2 separate regions of the Rattus norvegicus genome follow, and region 2 is linked to region 1. Evidence: chromatin contacts called from public Hi-C data. All regions are on one chromosome and are shown on one strand. The core of a region is the stretch at or near the end of the contact, and the rest is flanking DNA. Distances in the headings are between cores, read along the strand shown. Region 1 has its middle 12 kb from the start of Rps12l8. Region 2 holds the start of Bicd2 (BICD cargo adaptor 2).

The links. A called contact is a pair of places that touch in the nucleus more often than the background predicts.
Region 2: a contact with region 1 is called in a Hi-C map of hepatocytes, with 1.8 times the contacts expected there. The contact joins the promoter of Bicd2 here to the enhancer-like site in region 1. A contact is called at or near these places in 12 of 12 Hi-C or Micro-C datasets (the A7r5 cell line, the Rat2 cell line, Schwann cells and 7 more) and 1 of 1 datasets of contacts at active chromatin or transcription factors (oligodendrocytes).

The regions. Positions count from the first base shown.
Region 1 is chr17:15,458,913-15,462,793 of GRCr8, reverse strand. It overlaps a transcript of Bicd2 not described here. Among named protein-coding and RNA genes, the nearest start is that of Rps12l8, 12 kb to the right of the region's middle. Within about 2 kb of position 2,208, at least 5 of the 93 cell types and tissues checked have an H3K27ac peak or open chromatin away from gene starts, as enhancers often do. A contact at or near this core is called in hepatocytes, where this site is marked.
Region 2 is chr17:15,509,024-15,512,904 of GRCr8, reverse strand. Bicd2 (BICD cargo adaptor 2) reads left to right here and starts at 1,600. Exons shown (of 7, transcript NM_001033674.2): 1 at 1,600-1,929. The coding sequence starts at 1,690.

The DNA of each region.
Region 1 (3,881 bases), core at 959-3,458:
CTCAGCTATTTCGTCGGGCTTGTCTACAGTAAAGCGCCTTACTTGCAGAGCCATCTTACCAGTCCTTAAATGATGGTTAAAAAAAAAAAAATCCTGGTGGGCAGTGGTGGTCCTTGGCAGCACTGAGACAGAGGCAGGTGGATCTCTGTGCCATGCATTCAAGGCCAGGCTAGTCTGCAGAGCAAGTTCCAGGAGAGCCAGATCTACATAGACCCTCTCCTGAAAACAAGCAAACAAACATCCTTTCTTAATGGATTGAAATATGCTCAAAATGAGAGTAATGGCCCACTTAATTACTATAGCTCATCCATTGGACGGGGATGTAGTAAGGACTGAGGGTGAGAAAGGGGACTTAGTACGCTATATTGTTTGAGAATGCTTCAGGCAGGATCTTACAGTCTTCCCTAAAACTCGCCATCCTGCCTTAGCCTCTGAAGTGTTGGGATCACTTAGGTGGGGTATTTGGCCCTGCCTGTGATGTAATAGAGTGTTATCCAAGAAAATGGTCTTGGATTAGTTGTCAGTGTATATTGAAAACTCTGGAGCGGGGTTGGGGATTTAGCTCAGTGGTAGAGTGCTTGCCTAGCAAGCGCAAGGCCCTGGGTTCGGTCCCCAGCTCCGAAAAAAAAAAAAAAAAAAGAAAAAGAAAAAAGAAAAAAAAAAAGAAAGAAAACTCTGGAGCAGGTGTCTACATTGTTTTAGATAGCATTCTAAAATGATGAGCTATAAAAGAAGGTACCAACCTAGCTTCATGAGAATTAAAGAATGTGATTCGGCAGACACTTCAGGGCTCTGGAGATGGCTCAGCACTTGAGAACATTTGCAGCCTCCCAGAGAATTGCAGTTCAATTCCCAGCAGTCTCATCAGGTAACTTACAGTGCAGTAACCTCTAATTCCAGCTCCAGGGCATCTGTTGCCCTCTCCTGGACTCCATGGTCACTGCACAGGTGTGTGTGTGTGTGTGTGTGTGTGTGTGTGTGTGTGTGTGTGCGCGCGAGTGTGCACATGTGTGTCCACACAGAGATATACATATGCACATAATTAAATCTTTTTTTTTTGTTGTTTTTTTTTTTTTTTCGGAGCTGGGGACTGAACCCAGGGCCTTGCGCTTCCTAGGCAAGCGCTCTACCACTGAGCTAAATCCCCAACCCCCATAATTAAATCTTTTAAAAGGAATCTAGGCCTGGAGAGATGGCTTTGTGGTCACGAGCACTTGTTGCTCTTGCAGAGGACCTGATAGGATTCCCAGCACCCACACGGTGGCTCACAACCATCAGTAGCTCCAGATCCAGGGGATCCAATGGCCTGATCTGACCTCTGGGGACACTAAGCATGTACACGGCACACAGACGCACACACAGGCAGACACTCAGGAAACAAAAGAACAATTCAAAAGTTTAAAAGTTTTTAATGAGTTCTTTATTTATTTTTATATATTTATTTGTTTTATTTGTATGACTACACCATAGCTGTCTTCAGACACACCAGAAGAGGGCTCCAGATCCCATTGCAGAAGTTGTGAGCCGCCATGTGGTTACTGGGAATTGAACTCAGGACCTCTGGAAGAGCAGTCAGTGCTCTCAATTGCTGAAGACAAAGCAATTGCTAGGAGAAAAAAGGTTTTTTTTGTTTGTTTGTTTTGTTTGTTTTTTGTATATCTGATAGGTACGTAGATGAGTAGTAACCAGATATATAAAGCATTATTTCTCTATTTCGCCTTTTTTTTGAGACAGTCTCACGTAGCCCAGTGTGTCCCGGAACTAGAACTCCTGATTCCCATGCTACACCTTCCAAGTCCTGGAATACAGGCATGCTCCACCACATGTGTTCTATGCAGTGATGGGGACCGTAAGCATTCTACCAACTGAGATACACAGCCTAGTCCCAGAACTTCTAAACAGTGGGTGAGTCCCCCACAGTGTGCACGTGGAGGTCAGAGGACAACTTTTGGGGGTCCTGGGAATTGAACTCAGGTCATCAGGTTTGATACCAAGTGCCTTTCCCCGCAGAGCCATCTTGACTCTCTAGGTCAACAGTAAGATGAAGGTGTTGAAGACTGCAGACTGTGAAGAGCAGAGACTGCCGCTCAGAACCTCCCCTCAGGGGGAGGGCCCTTGCACTGAACAAAGACTGGAAGGCAAAGGAGAGGAGGAGGCTTGCTGGTGGGAGGGCAATGGCTTGGAGGCTGTGGTTAGGGAGGTTGGATTAGAGACGGGAGTGTATTTGGCTTTCTGGTTGGTCCTAAGTTGGAAGCAGGCTATTGATCAGGTCCTGGTGTTTGGGACTGATTGTTCTAGAGGTTAATATTTAGCTTCCCAGGAGTCCCTAGAGATAGCGTCCTGCTTCCTGTAGGCTGCCCACACAGCTGCCCTCCTTGGCTGGTTTCTACAGATAAGGGTTGCCTTCCTGTTCAGGTCGCTGTGGGTGGGGTCAAAGTTCCATTTTTATAGATGGTCTTTCTGGACCTTGTCCATTTGGTTAATCAGGATCTCACAAACAACCCGATTTAAAGTTGGGTGAGATTCTTGAGTAAATCTGTCAGGAAGAAAATGCAATTCAAAACATAAGTACCTAAATGACATTATCAAAGCAAAACAGACACCCACCACACACATGTGCACCGCATACACACATCACACACCGTCACCAGGTACACATATACACATACCAAACATATAAACGCCAGACACATGCATGCACTCTCAAAGTTGTCTTTAGACCCCTAGGTGCACTGCCGAAAAGTACCTGTCCACCAACACATCAAGTGCATGTGTCATGCATACACAGTAAAAAAAAGACCCAGAAGTTTCTATGTCTATAATTTTTTTTTTTTTTTGAAACAGGTTCTAAAGTAGCCCGGGCTGGCTTCGGGCTCAGTATGTAGCCAAGGTGACTTTGGACTTCTGATTCTCCTGCTTCTGTCTTCCCAGCGCTGAAATTACAGGCATGTACCATCACAACCAGCTAGGCTTTTCCTTCCTCCCTCCCTCCCTCCCTCCCTCCCTCCCTCCCTCCCTCCCTCCTTTCCTTCCTTCCTTCTTTTCTTTCTTCCTTCCTTTCTTTGAGATACATACAAATCTGCTATTTATGTAGCTCAGGCTGGCCTAGGACTCTTAGTAATCCATCTACCTCTGTGTCTTGAATAACAAACAAGATGTGCATTCCAAATCCAGCTTACCCCCAGAATTCCACTCAAAAGCAATAAAAGAGAAAATCTACTCAAAGACTTAGACCATTATTTATTCTAACAAGAAAATCTACTTGCTTATGAGCTCGCCGGTGACCATGCAAGCTCACTGGGGTGCGCTTCTGTGATGAAATGCTAGAAGTTTAAAATGACCCTAGAACAAGCTGTTCCCATTGGTTCCACGAGCTTCTTACTGAAGCCCAAAGCTTGCTTGTCGGAACTTGTGAAACTGGAGACAGGCTAGAAGTCTCCTTCAGCTCCAACTGCAGGCCAACGCTACATCCTGGCCCTCAGATCAGACCCTCCACAGTGGGGGCTTTGAGAAAGTATCACAATGGACGTCTTCCTCCTGTGCTAAGCCCCCCCTCCCCCGGCCCCTCAGAAGTCCAGGTTATTGGCCTTTCTCACTGGGGGCTGCCTGGGATCTGGCTTCCTCCTTGGTCTTCTTCTGACCTGGAGTACTGAGTGGTTTCCACAGCTTGATTCAGATAATGCTAGTTTTACATTAGGGGGAGGCACGAGGGTTCCTCTGTGGTGGTTATAGTGCTTTTGTAAACAGCTGGAAGCTGGTTTCTATGATGACTCCTGTTGCTTCTGAACTGTGGGAAGGCACCTAGGCACCGAGAAGAGCTTGGTCAGGCTTTGGCTGCTGTGTGTGTGTGTGTGTGTGTGTGTGTGTGTGTGTGTGTGTGT
Region 2 (3,881 bases), core at 351-2,850, 51 kb before region 1:
ACTCATGGCTCTCTCCCTCCCTACTCACACCTGCCTCATAGGTTCAGGTCAGGGTGGAGAGGTTCCCAGGCAGCCAGGATAGGTGCAGGTACTGAAGAGCTCTGTCCTTGTTGGAGCAAGGTTTGTTCCAAAACATCCTCCCTCACTTAGTGTGAAGAGCTTTGTGGGCCTGATATATGGGCCTCAGTGTAGAGCCAGGACTCTCCTAGCAAATTAAGCTGGTTGGCTCAAGAGAAAAGGTAACAACACGTGTATTTATACAACTCTCTCTTGTTTTTGAGACAGGGTCTCTCTATTTAGTCCTGGCTGGCTTGGAACTTCATATATAGATCAGGCTGGCCTTGAAATCCTTCTACCTTTGTCTCCCAAGTGGTGGGATTAAAGGTGTGCTCCACCACACAAAGTTTATTTACTACACAATTCTTGTGTTGGCCCTAGATTTTCTTTTAATCGTGTGTGTGCGTGTGTGTGTATGGTGAAGTGGGTTCATATTCCTGTGGGTACACACAGGCCCCACGTGCACTGGGAATCAGAGGGCCAGATCTAGTTGTCAGTCTTTGTCTTGCATCTTGTTTGAGGCCGGTTATCTTAGTTCCCCACCCCCACCCCCAACTTCATGCACTAGTCTAACTTCAGGGGATTCTCCAATCTCCACCTCCCATCTTGCCTTGGGAACATTGGGATTATAGACTGTGCTTTATGTGGGCTCTGGGGGTGCAAATATAGGTCCTTGCTCTTGCTGAGCAAGAGCTTTATCCTCTGAGCCTTCTCTCCAGCTGACCTCTATGTTTTATGGTGGTCCGCAGCTGTAGGGTGTGGTGTTGCGGGGGCGGAGGGTGTGCAGTGAGAAGAGGAATAAGCTTGTTATATCCAAATCACCATGCGAGGAGGGAACTTTTATTTAGACATACAGTGAAGAGTACAGCCATGTCCCGCCGAAAATCGGGGACAGACAACATTTAAACACACCTATGACATTATGCTCACGGAGGTGCTTTCATTTCTATGAAAGAATATCCTAACGGACAAAGGGACAAGAGGAAGGAAGTAGTATCCGGGTTTGGGCTCCGCTGAGCCCCTAGCGTCAGGTTGTTGGCATCCTTTTGGCAGTGCCCGCGGCCCGCCACAAGTCATTCAAATCCCGCATAGAGCGCGCGCCACACAGTCTCACCAACCAGGCTCTGACGTTGTAGGACGCGAATCTTATTCGTAGTCTCCACAGCTCAGATCGCCTTACTCTAGAAAGGATAGGAGCACAAGGCTGGAGGTTCTCCGGGTGGCTGCGGGGTCCTTGGGCTGGGGTCGGTGGCACCCTTACTGCTGTCACGTCAGCGGCGCCGGCCAATCACCGATTGAAGCCAGGCAGGCGCGGCACACAACAGGCCAAGCAGTGAGCGCACAGTAGGACTACATCTCCCACAATGCTAAGGGAGACGTAGCTTTGCGTCTCTTTAGGCTCATGCCCCCTTGAGATTTAGACCAATCACAGCCTCAGACCAGGTGGGCGCAAGGGACTGCGGGTTATGTAGTCCATGCTCAGTGGGACTGCAGCCCCCAGTGTTCCCCGCGCGTCAGGGAGGAGCAGTGCGGCGGCGCGGGCGGCCGTCGGGGCTGGGCGGCGGCGGCGGCGGCTAAGAGGGCCCGGCTTGTGGGAGCCAAGGTGGGAGCGGGCCTCGGCGCGCGGCCACCATGTCCGCGCCGTCGGAGGAGGAGGAGTATGCGCGTCTGGTGATGGAGGCGCAGCCGGAGTGGCTGCGCGCCGAGGTGAAGCGACTGTCCCACGAGCTGGCCGAAACCACGCGTGAGAAGATCCAGGCGGCCGAGTATGGACTGGCGGTGCTTGAGGAGAAGCACCAGCTCAAGCTGCAGTTCGAGGAGCTCGAGGTGGACTATGAGGCCATCCGCAGCGAGATGGAGCAGCTCAAAGAGGTAGTGGCCGGCTGCGACCCCTGCCTGGGGCTCTGAGGTCATCCTGCCCAGTGGTGGGAGGTACCAGGGGTGGGGCAGAAGACCTAGAGTTGTGGTCCAAGGCAGTGACGGAGAGTGACCATGCTCGGCCCCGTGCCCTGCTGCTGGGGTCTAGGCTCCCTGCAGCTCCACGTACCCGCTAGTTTTCTCTGCAGGCCTTAATAGTCCTTTCGTTGAGGACTGATGTCCTGCTATGGTTATTGCTGCCTTGGGTGTGTCTGTGTAGGCGGCGGGGGAGCAGACGATGCCCTTACAGCTGAGGCTGTCCGTGAAAGTGACCCCCTTGGTAAGGCTGAGCCTGGGGCTGGTTGACCACAGTCTGTCATCTTCAAGCAAATCACTGCCCCCCTTTTTGGAGCAGCTGCTTTCTGTGCTGTTCATCTGGTTTCATGACTGCCTGAGGCTGGGAAGGGATGGATACAGTGAGTCGCAGCTCCTGATTGCCCATGACCCTTGACAGGCCGGCTTTCCCAGTATCCATCGCATCAGTGTGACTTAGCTCTGGCTCAGTCAGCTGCTTCCCCCCCCCCCCCCCCAATCTCATTAATGGTGCACCCACTACTGGGAAGCATGGCTTCCATCGACCGCTTCCTGTCTTGCTCGGTCTCCTAGGCCCTGCCTGTCGCCCTGGAGTCTGCGTTCCTTCTGTCGGAACCTGGTGCTTTGTGTCATCCCACTGTAGGGAGAGAGGTTGGACCCCCCAGGCTGGCTAAGAGCTTGAGGGGGGGGGGGATGCAGTAGGAGGGACCTGGGTAAGCTTTCTGGGATGATTTAAGTGTTAGTGACTCTCCCATCCGTCTTGACTCCCCAGCCGTGTTCTGGAGACTGTCGGGGAAATGCTTTCTGGAAGAGGGACACACTTGAGTTTGGACCAACCCCCCCTTATTGCTTATGGGTGAGCTATGGGTGAGCCATGGGCAAGCTCTCCTCAAACCTTAGCTTCCAGCTCTGCAAAGTAGGAATACAGCTTTGCCAACCCACAAGTATTGCTCTGAGTGCTCTGCATTTAGAAAGGCCTGATGTGGGCCACACAGGTAGCTTTTTGGATTATCTAAATGGTTTCCCTTCCCTGTCAGACTCAGTTCTGCTCTCGGGTGTTAAAATCACAGGCTCATCTTTGGATACTTCTGCTCCCAGCCAGCTTTGGGTGGGTGCCTGAACTCTTTAGAGCCTCTCTTCTTTTCTGGGGGGGAATGAATCCCTAAAGTCTGGGTAGAACAGGGCTGGGTGAGTCCCAGAAGTGGCTGCTTCTGTGGGAAGGTAGGAATTGAGTCTTCCCACAGAATCTCAAGTCTGTTGTCTGTCAGAGGACATCAGTTACTTTCCCAAGCCTGGCTCCATCCGCAGTGGGTTGACAAAAGGAGGGGGATGGGCAGCCCCCCCTGGAGGGGGAGGGGACAGTCAAGGTGATAGATGAAGGTCAGGACTGTGAAAATATGGAGTGGGTGTATCCTCTTCCCAAATCTAGTCTTCTGTCTGGGGCTTCCCTTCCCCCCTCCTTAGTGCTCCAGGCAGGTAGCTGCACCCTTTAATTACAGTACCACTCCCACTGCACATACATATGGGTTGCCTTCCCACTTCCTGTGGAATGCCTGTGAACCTCTCCTGGGAAGCCCACTCTCCTCCTCTGAATTAGCAGGTTTCTTTCAGGGGCATGTGCTGTGAAAACTGGCTGTTGGTGATCTAGTCGGTCCTCACTTGGGTGACTTCTGTTGGTCAGCCTCCTGCAATTGTTTTATGGGCAGAATCATTTTATGACTCAGTGAAGAACAATGGTGGCATACATGTGGCCTTCTCTGTATCTGGAGGGAAACCTCTGAGAAGATGAGGAAGAGGGTGCGATCTATTCTCTAGGTGCCCTTTAGGTATCTGCTTAGTCTAATGCCAGTCCCACACTGTATAGGCTTGGACAG